Linked DNA regions of Mus musculus: region 2 is linked to region 1. A link is a contact called in public Hi-C data. All regions are on one chromosome and are shown on one strand. The core of a region is the stretch at or near the end of the contact, and the rest is flanking DNA. Distances in the headings are between cores, read along the strand shown.

Region 1 (6,171 bases), core at 1,267-3,766:
AACACAGTAGAGAGGGAAGAGGACCTCTCAGGCTGTGACAAAAGAAAAAAAGAAAAAGAAAAAGAAAAAGAAAAAAACCCAAAAAAAACTACAAAGTATAGTGGTAGAAGGCAGTGGCTGAAGTCACTCCTTCCACCTAAGGCACAGAAGAGGAGGATGGGAAAATGTCTGAGAGCACCAGGAAAGAAAGGCTAAATAGTCCCTCAACAGAAATGGAGGGCAAGGGGCTCCGGGAACCACAGTCACACCCAGATCAGGCAGCCTACTCAGGGATGCAGCCAGCATCCTCAGCAAACAAAAGAACCACCTCCAAGTTAGGGTTGGTTTGCCTCAGCACTGTGGACATTTAGGACTGGATCATAGACTACCGCAAGCACCACCCTGGGTACTACAGGATGTCTAGACACATCCCTGACCTCTGGCTACTGGATATTAGTTAGCAGCAGCATCCAAGTATAACACCCAAGCTATCTCCAGACCTTGTCAAGGATTCCCTGGGAGCAGAACCACGCCCTGTTGAGAACCACTACTCTGACTCATGGCAGGGGGAGATCACATGGGTCTTCCATCTCAGGTAAGCTCATCTGAAGAAATTGCACATGCAAATCGGTGGATGGTAGAGTAAGAAGGACCCTTTTTGTCAGCAGGACACTGCAGTACAGCAGTAGCTGGATCCACTGTGGCATGGCTAAGCTCAGAGGCAGCCCATTTCCTATGACCAGTGAAGCATAGGGCGTAGCCATGTATTTCCAGGGAAGTGATGCTTCCTTCTGCCGTATGTTTCACAAGGTACAGAAGGGAAAAGCAAGCAGAGAAAGAAGGGGGACGGAGCTCAACTGTGACAGTCACTAGCATCATGCTGACCCCTGCAAGGACAGATTGGACAGCGTGAGCTTCCCTGGCAGAGCAGAAGCCTGAAGAAACACAAAGCTAGAGTTGTACAGGCCTGCACTGGCTCTCAGCCTCAGAGCCAGGACATCTGTCAAAGCAGGACACCAGAGTCATACATACAGCATGCTCCGTCACACCATGTACACAAGACAATACACACAGAGCTTACCATCATACAAAATAGGCCAGCCAGGAGACACTATATACACAGGATAGAGACTATACATACACAACACACCATACAGCATTTACATGCTAGTATATATGTGTATATATACCTGACCCCACGGAGTGGCACTATTTGGAGGTGTGACCTTGTTCGAGTAGGTGTGTCACTGTGGGGGTAGGCTTTAAGACCCTCATCCTAGCTGCCTGAAAGCCAGTATTCTGTTAGCAGCCTTCAGATGAAGATGTAGAACTCTCAGCTCCACCTGCACCATGCCTGCCTGGATGCTGCCATGTTCCTGACTTGATGATAACAGACTGAACCTCTGAACCTGTAAGCCAGCCCCAAATAAATGTTTTTATAAGAGTTGCCTTGGTCATGGTGTCTGTTCATAGCAGTAAAACCCTAACTAAGACACATGCAAACACTTCTCATACATATACAATCCTCATGCAACAGTCCACGTAAACACCATACATATTAGTTATACATAACACAGTACTAGGTTCATGTATACTCACACCCCACATATACCATACACACAATATACATATAACATCACACACACACACACACACACACACACACACACACATACAAGTAAGAAGCTACACTATCCCCTTTGAAACGGCTTTAACGCTGTCCCCATCCTGAGAGAGTAACCAAGGAGCCACCGTCTTATGCCTTTCTCTGCTTCCCCCACCGCAGCCCACACCTCAGATGCCAGTGCAAACATAACAGACTCAAGGAACAACATATGTGGAACACTGACCTCATCAGAGGGGCTTTACTGAATGAGAAACCATAGCTGTCTTGAAACTCTAGGGGAATTAAAGATATCAGCCAAGGCAAGGCAAGTTTGGATTCCCATGGAACCATGAACTTTGGGCACATCCCTACTTCATAAGGAGCCAGGAGGACAAAGTCCCAGGATGTGCAGGGCTGAAACCATCCACCCAGGAAGCCTCAGGCTTCTCTGTGTTCTCTTTCGTTTTCCTATCCTGGGCTTCGTTTTTTCTGTCCAGAGAGAGGGAACACTGTGACCTTTGAATTCTGTGTAAGGATAAGCCACCACACAGGAACTGACAGTCTTAGTATTCATTAGTTCTCTTCAGACAGACCCCTTCACTTTCCCCCAAAAGAACAGTTAAAAGTGACGGCATCCTGGGAGCTGAGGCTTAAGGTCCAAGCTTTGTCCCTGGGCCTGCCCTGCAGTTCTGGCCATCAGCAGGATTCCTTCTCTGTAAGCCTTCCCTGTTTCTCTGATCTAAAGGACCACGCCTTCCTCTCCGCTAAGACTCCAGGATGCCCCTCGCCTTGATGCGCTCGCCAAGTCTCATTGCCCATCACCACTGCAGGCTGAGAGCATCTCTAAAGGAACCGCAGTGGTTCCATTGCTGCTCTTTAAAAGACATGCTCATTGTGCAGCCAACAGTGGTGTGCCATAAAGCCTGTCCAACTAATGATTGAATGAGCGAATGTATGGACGGATGAATGAATGAACAGGAACAAGTGCAGAATAAATCGTCAGCAAAGACATTTCTCGGGCTGCACAGCTGGGCGACTGGCGATTTTTCATTTACACTTCACGCGCCACACGAAATTCAAATTCTCATTACAGCACATTGCAGAACGCAGCCTGCACTTTCAACAAGGACCCTGAGAAATGTGACGGTGGGGGGAACCTTTAATGCTTTCTTCCTATTGATTACGGCCCCGTGGAAAGGAATGAAAAGATAACTTCAAACGCTTTCGTATGAAAGGCAAAAAGAGGAAGCAAATTGTGCACGGCTTGCTGAAGCCAGGCCTCTTCAGACACGCCACCGCCACCAACAAGACACGTCTGCTGCCCGCCACATGGCGCGTTGCCGTGCCAACATACATTCTGAGTCACCCAAGCAGATTTAATGCCATCGCCCCAACGACTTTCTCTCTGCCTTTTCTTGTGAAAACTGTTCAAGGGAAGACACTGACCTACCTAGGAAATGGTTTTAATCAGGTTTGTTCCGGAAATAACTATGGAAATGCAGATGCTTCTGGACGTTCTGTTGTGACAAATGGCTGAGAAGTCCCCTAGGCCACACCCCTCAGCCTGTAGGAAAAACTGCCCTGAGTGGCAGCCGTTCAGAATCCTACATGAAGTGTCATCAGCATATGAAAGCACACAGACTCCAAAGCCGTACCTCACTTTTCACATACCACACAGACAACCATGACCACCTTTATACAGGATCCTGCCCTGGGTCCATGAATCTCAGACGCTGTGAATCAGAACCCTCAGAAACAGACGCCGAGGCAGTGTGGAACACGAGTAAAGGACTGTGTGAATGGCGTCTTAGAGAAAGCCAGGTGACCAGACACTTGTAGCAGACATCCAGCAAGCTCGAAAGCATGGGTTTCACCAAGGGGCCATCCATTTCTACGCTGGTGACAGAATCTCAGAGCATCTCCACTTCCAGTGACAGGAAGATGAATCATAGGGGCTAGGGAGGGGGGTCGAGAGCTCAGGAAATCTCTAAGAACATTAGTGTGGCCCTGAGCGGTTTTCCAAATGCATCCCACTCTGGTCATTCAGCTGCATTGACTCACAGGTATGCTGTGTTTCATGCTCACCAGTAATCCTCTCAGAAAGTGGGAGGTAGTATGAGAAATATACGCACCTCACGGAGCTTAAATGAAGCCAATGGTGTAGATCTCCCAGACCTAGTGCTGTCCTGTGGGCCCCTATCCACTGACTATGTTCTTTCCAGGGCTATGTGTTTATTTGTTTATTTTTACACTTGCTTATTATGCATGGGAGAGGGTCATAGGACAATCTGTGACTCTGTTGGCCCCCTTTAGGTGCGTTTCCCAGCCCAGCGCTGTGGGTCTTGAGGGCCATACCACGAGACAGAAGAAGAGCTGGTAAGGTTGAAAGCTCAGACCCTGGTGAATCTCAGAATTGAGACTGCCTGCCCCTACCTGCTCTGGAATATAACTACTGACACCCCACTGAGAACCATGGCAACCAGTCACGTGGCATAGAAACCTAGAGTTCTCCATGCTAATGAGGTATCTAGATAGGCCCCAGTGTTCAGCCAATGAGCTCCCTTCCTGGGCATCCCTTCCTGCAAAGGCATTTAATCCCTGGTTCACCCTAAGTGAGGAATATGCATTCACAACTGCCATATATAAAGCAGTATGAACAAGCGAAGACTCTCTCTTCATTAAAGATCGCCTGGGATGTGGGATAGGGAGAAGAGAAGCCTTCAGGGTAAACAGATCTTCTAGATCTCCTGAGAAGGCCTTCTCCCTTCCAGCCCCTCTGTACTCTGAGCACTCACTCAGAATCAAACCTGGTTCTTCCCTCACCTTGGGCTCTGCCTTTCCCTTCCTGTGTGGCCCTGAGAGGAAGCACAGACTGGAGAGCCCTATTCCTAACTCCCAGTGGTACACCAGCAGTGCCTGGGTATGCGGGAGCCTCGCAACCACAGCAATCGTCCGAGGCTCCACTGCTTCCCACTCTGGGAAAACACAGACTGAGGACTCCCATTACGGACAGAGTTCTTCCTCCCCTGTGCAGCCGGCTGGTGGTGTTCCGGGCACTCCAGTGGCGAGGCAGACACAGAGCCCAGCATGGGACTTGTCAGAGGCCCTGCTAAAGAGATAATTGGTATCCTGGAGTTTCAAGTCCTAGATAAACCCCAGGCTCTCCTCGTTACCATTCATTGATGACTGGGGCCTGGTGCTTCATTGTTTTGTGGCAGTACTGTGTGCTTAGCCTCAACTCATGACATGCTAGTTTTCTCATCTCTCTCTCTCTCTCTCTCTCTCTCTCTCTCTCTCTCTCTCACCCTCTCTCTCACTCTCTCTCACTCTCCCTCCCTCTCTTCCTCTCCCTCCCTCTCTCACTCTCCCCCTCTCCCTCTCCCTCTCTCATACACACACACACACACACACACACACACACACACACACACACAAATGTCTGTGCATTACGGCATTGTCAAGTGTATCTTAGGACAGTTGCCTCAGGAGAAAGCCACAACTAAGGCAGATGAGCCCCAAAGGCAAATCTTTCACCTCACTCTGAAATGCTTTATTATGAAAGAAAAAAAGAAAGAATAAATATTGTCCAGAGCCTGAAGATGGGCCAGCTGTTGTCTTCTGAGTGTTCTGTGACAAGCCCTCTGCAAGGACCCTGTGGTTTGATCATCACACAGTTACCATTTGGGACAAGGCTTATCACACAGAAGAGCAACTGGGGCTCAGCAGAGTTAAAGCCTTTCCCAGTTCCCTGCATGGTAACCAGTGACAGCTCTTTGGGCTACTCCCAGGGCTTGCCCCCACCATGGTAGGACCAGCGCCTTCTAGAAGATGAACCTCAAATCATTTGGCTCATCCCAAACATGATATCGGAAACCATGTCTGCGCGTGTGTTGGTGCAGGAGCAGTAGCAAGTCCAGTCATGTCCTTCTGCGGCCATATGTTTTCAAGTGTGCGAGGGCATGAGAGTCAGAGTATGGGAAGTAAATATTCTTAGAAGGGTTGACCCACAGCTGACCCAGATACCCCAAATGCAATGAAACACTGCAAAGTCATATTGTACAGGGACAGCAATGCCCCCTCAGAACTTGCTCAAACTTGTCTCATACCATGTGTGCATGGTCTATCTCTGGAATCAAGACTGTGGGGTGGGGGGCTTGAAGGGGTTGTGGGAAGGCGTCACCCACCAAGGCTGAGCAGAAGAAACTTTGCTTGAAGATCTAGGCTGAGAGGGATGGAAGAGTTTTGGAGGCATAGGAATGGTCTTTTGAAGTACTGGGCCCGCCTGGACCCATCACTCTAGACGGACTAAAATCCACAAAGAAGCAGTATAGAGCTCAAAAGTGAGACTCTGCTCCCCAAGTAGGTACCTTGGGGTCTCATTGCTACTCTCCCCATGGATAATTCTCACCCCACCCCATCCTATACAGGTCCATAGATCTTTGTGTTTCTCCCAAGCTCAAAGGCATCATTTTTGGCTTAGATGGGTGTCTCTAGGACCCACCCATTACAGAGTGCCCCCAGGGAGAGGCCCAGAAGGCAGAATTCCCCAGTCCTACTAAATAAAACAGACACCTTCAGCTGCTTCT
Region 2 (6,171 bases), core at 1,711-4,210, 130 kb before region 1:
TCTCTGCGCATGTCTGTGAGGAGTTATGTTGATTAGGTTAATTGAAGTGGGATGACCTAGCTTAACAATGGGGGGCACCATTCCCTAGGCCTGAGTCCTACACTGAATAAAAAAAGGGAGAAAGGAGGCTGAGTGTCAGCATTCAGGGGATGTAATGTCTCGAGCTGTTTCTAATTCCCTCTGTTTTTATTTCTCCAGGAGAAACCTATCCTTAAGTTGCTTGCTTTAGTCAGGCTATTTTAATCCAGCAAGAAAGTAAGACAGCCAAGAATGGATTAAGTCACTCATGGACTACTCATTCTCTCTCTCTCTCTCTCTCTCTCTCTCTCTCTCTCTCTCTCTCTCTCTCTCTCTCTCTCTCTCATGTTCTTTATACCTTGACTACAGCAGAGGCCTCAGCAGATGACTGTCACGGACTTCCTGGCCTTCAGAACCAACCCTTAGCCAAGTAACTCATTCTTTATGAATTACCTAACCTCCCCAACCAGAGAGAGGCATTTATAGCAGGCTCATGGCAACCGTTTTGTCCTAGGTGCATGCAGTGTGGCTGACCTTAGCAGACACTCTGCCCAGCTGGAGCCTGCTGGGACTCTCCCAGAACTTGAGTATACATAGTCCTGTCCCCAGAAGACTTCTGTGAGCCTGTGGGGGGTGGTGGTGGGGTGGACCTTAGAGTGTGCAGAGAAGAACCCAAGGGCAGTGTCATTCTTAGAAAGTTAACTTAAGTTCCACCAAATGTCTGGAAAGGGAACTTGGGAGACAGCTTGGTTTTGCCACAGAAGAACGAGGACCTGAGTTTAATGCCTAGAACTTATATTCAAAACAAAAACAAAACAAGAAGAAAGTCCATGCAGATATAGATATGGTGGTGTGCATCTATTATGCCCGGGCTAGGGAAGCATAGGCAGGAGGATACTCGGGGTTCACCAGCCAGACACCCTAGCCTCAGTGAGCACAAGCCAGTGAGAGACACTGTCCCAACAAAGTGAGTGACTTTGGAGGATGATGTCAACTCATGATGACCTTGGGCCTCCACAGACAACACATATGCATGTAGACTGGCACATATGCAACAGACACACACATACACAGACCACACACACACACATATATATATATATATATACATATATATATATATACACTATATACCACATACATACACACACACACACTATATATCACATACACACATAATACATACCACATCACACACACATACACACACCACATACCACAGACATGCATATGCACACACTCCACACACATACATACCACAGACATGCGCACACACACAACACACACTACATACCACACACACACACCACCACCACCACCACCACTACACACAATACATACACACATACACATGCCACATTCATTCCATATATACTACATATCACACACACCACACATGCACACATACACACACATATACACACAGTATATATCACACACAAACAATACATACAAGACCACAGAACAGACATGCAAACACATACATACCACCACACACACAATACACACACACATATATACCACTGTCACACATCATACATACTACATATCACACACATTACACGCACACACACATATACACACACCACATACCACAGACATGTATACAATACACACACACATACCATATACCAAAGACATGTATACACATACACCACACACCACATACCATACACACACACACACACACACACATACACACACATACATGGACACATGCACACATGCACACATGCCTAAGAAAAGAGTTCCTGGCTGTGACACTGAAAACATGAAATTGTAAGAGGATGCTAGGATGTTTGCAATCTTTCCTGACTATGTCAACATTCCTCGGCTCCGCAGCTTCTTCTCTGTGGCTATTTTCTCCATCACTGGGAATAGACATGAAATGTGCCCTTTGTCTAAAATTCTCTAATTTAGAGTTATAATTGTTTTGTTTGTTTGGTTGGTTTGGGGATTTTTTTTTGAGGTGCCAATATAACTGTTTCTATAATTGCTGTTGAGAGCTCATTGGATTCCAAGAACCCTCTAAACTTCAAACAGAAAAAAGAAACCCTTGCCTGAGAGCATATAAGTTGCTACAGCTGTTCTCTCTAAAAATGCCTGTGACTTGTTTTTCCAGAAGAGGAAAGTGCAATACACTTTTTAAAGAGCCTAGAACTCTCATAAAAATAGCTACTTTTGTCAACATGGTTTTATTGGGTTATGAGAAAAACAAGAAAGCCATTATTTCCATGTCTTAAATGCTCAAGTAATTTATGTCCTCCACAGTACTGCCCATTAAAGCACAGGTATGAAACAGTGTTGCCAGAGACATGAGCACAGGGAGAAAATGCTCACCGTGTGATGCTGACTGAAGGCAAGCAAAAGAAAAGCTGCCCACATAGAGTCCTTGAGATCCAGATAATAATATCATTTTAAGTGTCAGCACAATTTACCAAACCTGTGCTGTGTGCCAGATTATCAGGTACAAGGTAGCACTTGTTTACATCAAATCTCTACAGGACAGGAAGGTGTTATTCTCATTTTCTAGATGAGAAAACGGGTTTTGGGGGAGCCAAAAATCTTCTCTTATTTGGAAAAACCCGTGTTGGAACTTTGTACCCCTCAAAATTCCCAAACCAGAAGCACCAGCATCTCCTGGCAGCACCAGCACCTCCTGACAGTACCAGCATCTCCTGACAGCACCAGCATCTCCTGACAGCACCAGCATCTCCTGACAGCACCAGCATCCCCTGACACTCAGACCCACGCTGACCTCAAAGCATGGATTTTCACCTGCTGCCCAGGCAACTTGCACACACATTCAGCTTCAAGCAACATTCCAGTTCTAAGCTACTCTAGGAAGAGGAAGAACCCTGCATCTGACTGTTAGTGGTGATCAGCTGTGATTTTAATCATCTCATTTGCACTTTTCTGTATTTGGCAAACAGCTTCCATCATATGTTCTGTCTATAATAAGAGAAGCATTGAAACGAGTGAACCAGCTAGACTTGTTGACGCAACAGTATGTAGCTCTATAAAAATCTTACATGGGAGCCAATTCTTTCTCTCCATCCCTTCCACCACCAGCAGCAGCTGCAGATTTAGGAAGCTCAATTACAATGTTCAGTATAAACAGGAAAGGGTTAATCTACCCTGGGGATGATGCCACCGTCAGGGAGTTACCTGGTACAGATTTTTTTTTTCTCGTTCCAGATGGTTGTGAGCCACCATGTGGTTGCTGTGATTCGAACTCCAGACCTTCGGAAGAGCAGTTGGGTGCTCTTACCCACTGAGCCATTGGCACAGATGGTTAAAGAAGCCTGGTGTTCACCCACCTGGACAATCGGCTGATCAGGGCAGCCAGTGTGTATGCCCTCTTCGGGGCCAGCTGTCCCTTCCCAGGCGGCTCCACTGTGAGGCCACAGACTGGAGTGACAGGAATTTCACTGTTTCCTCCAGTTGGTTCAGGCAATGAGCTGCTGAGAGAGTGAGAGGGTGGGCCACGGTGGGCATCCGTGAGAGGACTAACAGCACTGTTACAGCCTGATGCTAGAAGCCTGGCCCTCTAGAGCCACTGATCCATACCTTCTCTCTGCCCTGTATGACAAAAAAAAAAGATTCCTGATGATGAGAGAGATCAAACTCTGTCCCATCAGCCTCCCCATGCTGTTCTCGGCTACCGTTCCACATTCATCAAAGCATGCCAGGAAGTGATGTCCTTGTAAATCCACCTTAGGTCTGATGGGGTCCCCAACTTGTCTGAGTATCATCTCCTTTCCTTGATGACCAAAGAAGAGTCAATAGGAATCCTTATGACAGAGAAAAGGGCCAGCCAGGCTTCTCTAGACCCAATATCAGGACTGTGACTGACTGGTCATTCGCCTGCTACAAAGACCCTTGAGGAGGTTTTGCTTTGGGTGTAAGTGTTCCTGGGCCTCTCCAGGAGATGGTGTTTTAAAGATGAGGAATTTAGAAGTGGCCCTGATTTTCTTTCTGTGCCAAATGAAGGTCATTTCAGCAAGGGGATGTCCGGGATATAGTGTGACTCCCAACTGGGTTGTCCATTCCCAACATCTGGTACCCCATGGGCTCCCCAGAATGTGATCAGCTCTTCTTTGGAGATTCCAGGCAGTGTGCCCATGTGAATGGCTTACATGGGCAGTGCAGCATGAACCATGCACAAGAGGGCCCAGGGCAGTAGAAAATCAAGAGACAGGAGGTTATCAAAGAATAGTCTGGAATTACAACCCAAGGTACCTGTTTCTGTCACTTGTGGTGATAGCAAAACCAAGTGGCCCTCAGAGGAAAGATGTGCAGGCCGGTTGCTTGTTTCTAGGAACCTATGTTAAGGTGTTCCCTAAATTGCAGGGTGATTGGGAGCATAGGGGATTTGTAAGGTTGCAAAGACCCAAGGTAACAGCCATATAAAGTAGGGAAGGGACTACAGATGCATCCACATGTCAGGGGCCTGGGTCAGGGCTGGGGTGGGGTATGGGGATAAGACGTCCCAGAGAGCTTGGTAGGTTCTGCATAGTGATACTGATATTTTGATTTCATGCTCTTGGCCCAGTACTTGTTAGAGCAGCCCTAAGATGGGGCTGAAGGTGCCAAGGAGAGATTTGAGTATCTTATTTATTCTCCAAATGGTAGGAGCTAGTGAGATGGCTCAATGGGTAAAAATAAACAAACAGACAAACCAACAACCCACAAACGCTTGATCACCTGAGATCAGTTCCTAGAATCCATTTGAAAGCCAGATGTGGGGGGGTCCCCTCATCTCATTATAGCAAGAGTGGAGGGGGATGTCAGTTCCTGACAGTTGTCTTCTGAGCTCCACTCACACACATACACCACGCATATACACAGTGGTAACAGATGAAAATAAAGCATCTATAAAAGGTTTATAAAAAGAAAATAAAAATGAGAAAAGAAAGGAAGGGAGGAAGGAAGGAAGGAAGGAAGGAAGGAAGGAAGGAAGGAAGGAAGGAAGAAAGGAAGGAAGGAAGGAAGACAGGCAGGCAGGCAGGCAGACAGACAAATAGACAGACAGACAGACAGACAGACAGACAGACATAAAAAGGGAGTAGCCAAGGAGAGAAAGACTTGAAACAGATAGGAGGGGCCCAACTGTCAAGAAGGCAGACATTGGTCCCGCTGAGCAGAGACTCCAAAGTAGTAGTTCCAAAAGAAAATTCTGCCCATCCCAACTCCTCCAACTCCACTACCTCTTTCCCCAACCCCAGGTCCTTGTTATCTTTCTCCTTCCTTCCTATAAGCTATACTCCAGGACAGGACTGAAGCAGAGGAGACACCTGAATACTTTGTGGTTGGGCCAGCTAGATTGATAGCTCATCCTTTAAGGAGTCCCAGACTAACAGCTGGATGATACCGTATCCATTGGTCTCTGGGAACCAATAAAGGAGTTCTAAAATCTCTGTCTGTCTCTCTCTGTGTGTGTCCTCTCTCTGTGTGTATCTGTCTCTGTCTGCCTCTCTCTCTCTCTCTCTCTCTCTCTCTCTCTCTCTGCCTCTCTCTCTCTCTGTCTGCCTCTCCCTCTCTCTGTCTGCCTCTCTCTCTGTCTGCCTCTCTCTCTCTGTCTGCCTCTCTCTCTCTCTCCCTGAACCTCACTCTCTGTGGTTCCTGAATTTCATTCTTCAGATTTGCAAGAAAAACAAACAAACAACCCTGAAATCTGAATTACAGTTGAGAATGGCTTTGGTGGCTTCATTAGTTTGAATGAGATGTCCCCCATAAGTCTCAGATCTTTGAATACCTGATCCTAGGGAAGTCTCACTTTTGTTTTCTCCTGATTCAACTAACCAGTTTCCAGAGAGAGAGAAAAAGACATATGACCACTGTAATCCAGCCCCGAGATGGGCAGGGAGCTTTTAACATCAAAACCCATCTTAGGCATCCCTAGTGGTGTTATGGTCTGACCAGCTTTGATGGGCCCAAGTTCCTGCCAGAGACGCCAGACACCTGCATACCGACTGTTCCCAAGCCAAAAGTAAGTACTCAAGGGCCTGGGAAATCTCAGCACTGACTTGCAAAGAGTGGATCAAATGTCTCTTTCTTTCAGAGCTAGGAGGCCGAAACAAAACCGCTTAGAAGAAACGAACTGACTTTCCATTTCAAAACGCCAGCTTTATCCTGCCCAGGGTGGTCTCG

The links. Hi-C and Micro-C count contacts between places; a contact is called where the count stands out from the background.
Region 2: a contact with region 1 is called in a Hi-C map of cortical neurons, with 2.3 times the contacts expected there. The contact joins two enhancer-like sites. A contact is called at or near these places in 5 of 484 Hi-C or Micro-C datasets (cortical neurons, embryonic stem cells, ganglionic eminence and 1 more).

The regions. Positions count from the first base shown.
Region 1 is chr1:90,219,011-90,225,181 of GRCm38.p6, reverse strand. No RefSeq gene overlaps it. Among named protein-coding and RNA genes, the nearest start is that of Ackr3, 18 kb to the right of the region's middle. Within about 2 kb of position 2,516, at least 60 of the 459 cell types and tissues checked have an H3K27ac peak or open chromatin away from gene starts, as enhancers often do. A contact at or near this core is called in cortical neurons, where this site is marked.
Region 2 is chr1:90,353,555-90,359,725 of GRCm38.p6, reverse strand. All of the region lies in intron 1 of Gm34992 (a long non-coding RNA gene), which reads right to left. Among named protein-coding and RNA genes, the nearest start is that of Gm34992, 19 kb to the right of the region's middle. Within about 2 kb of position 2,960, at least 16 of the 459 cell types and tissues checked have an H3K27ac peak or open chromatin away from gene starts, as enhancers often do. A contact at or near this core is called in cortical neurons, where this site is marked.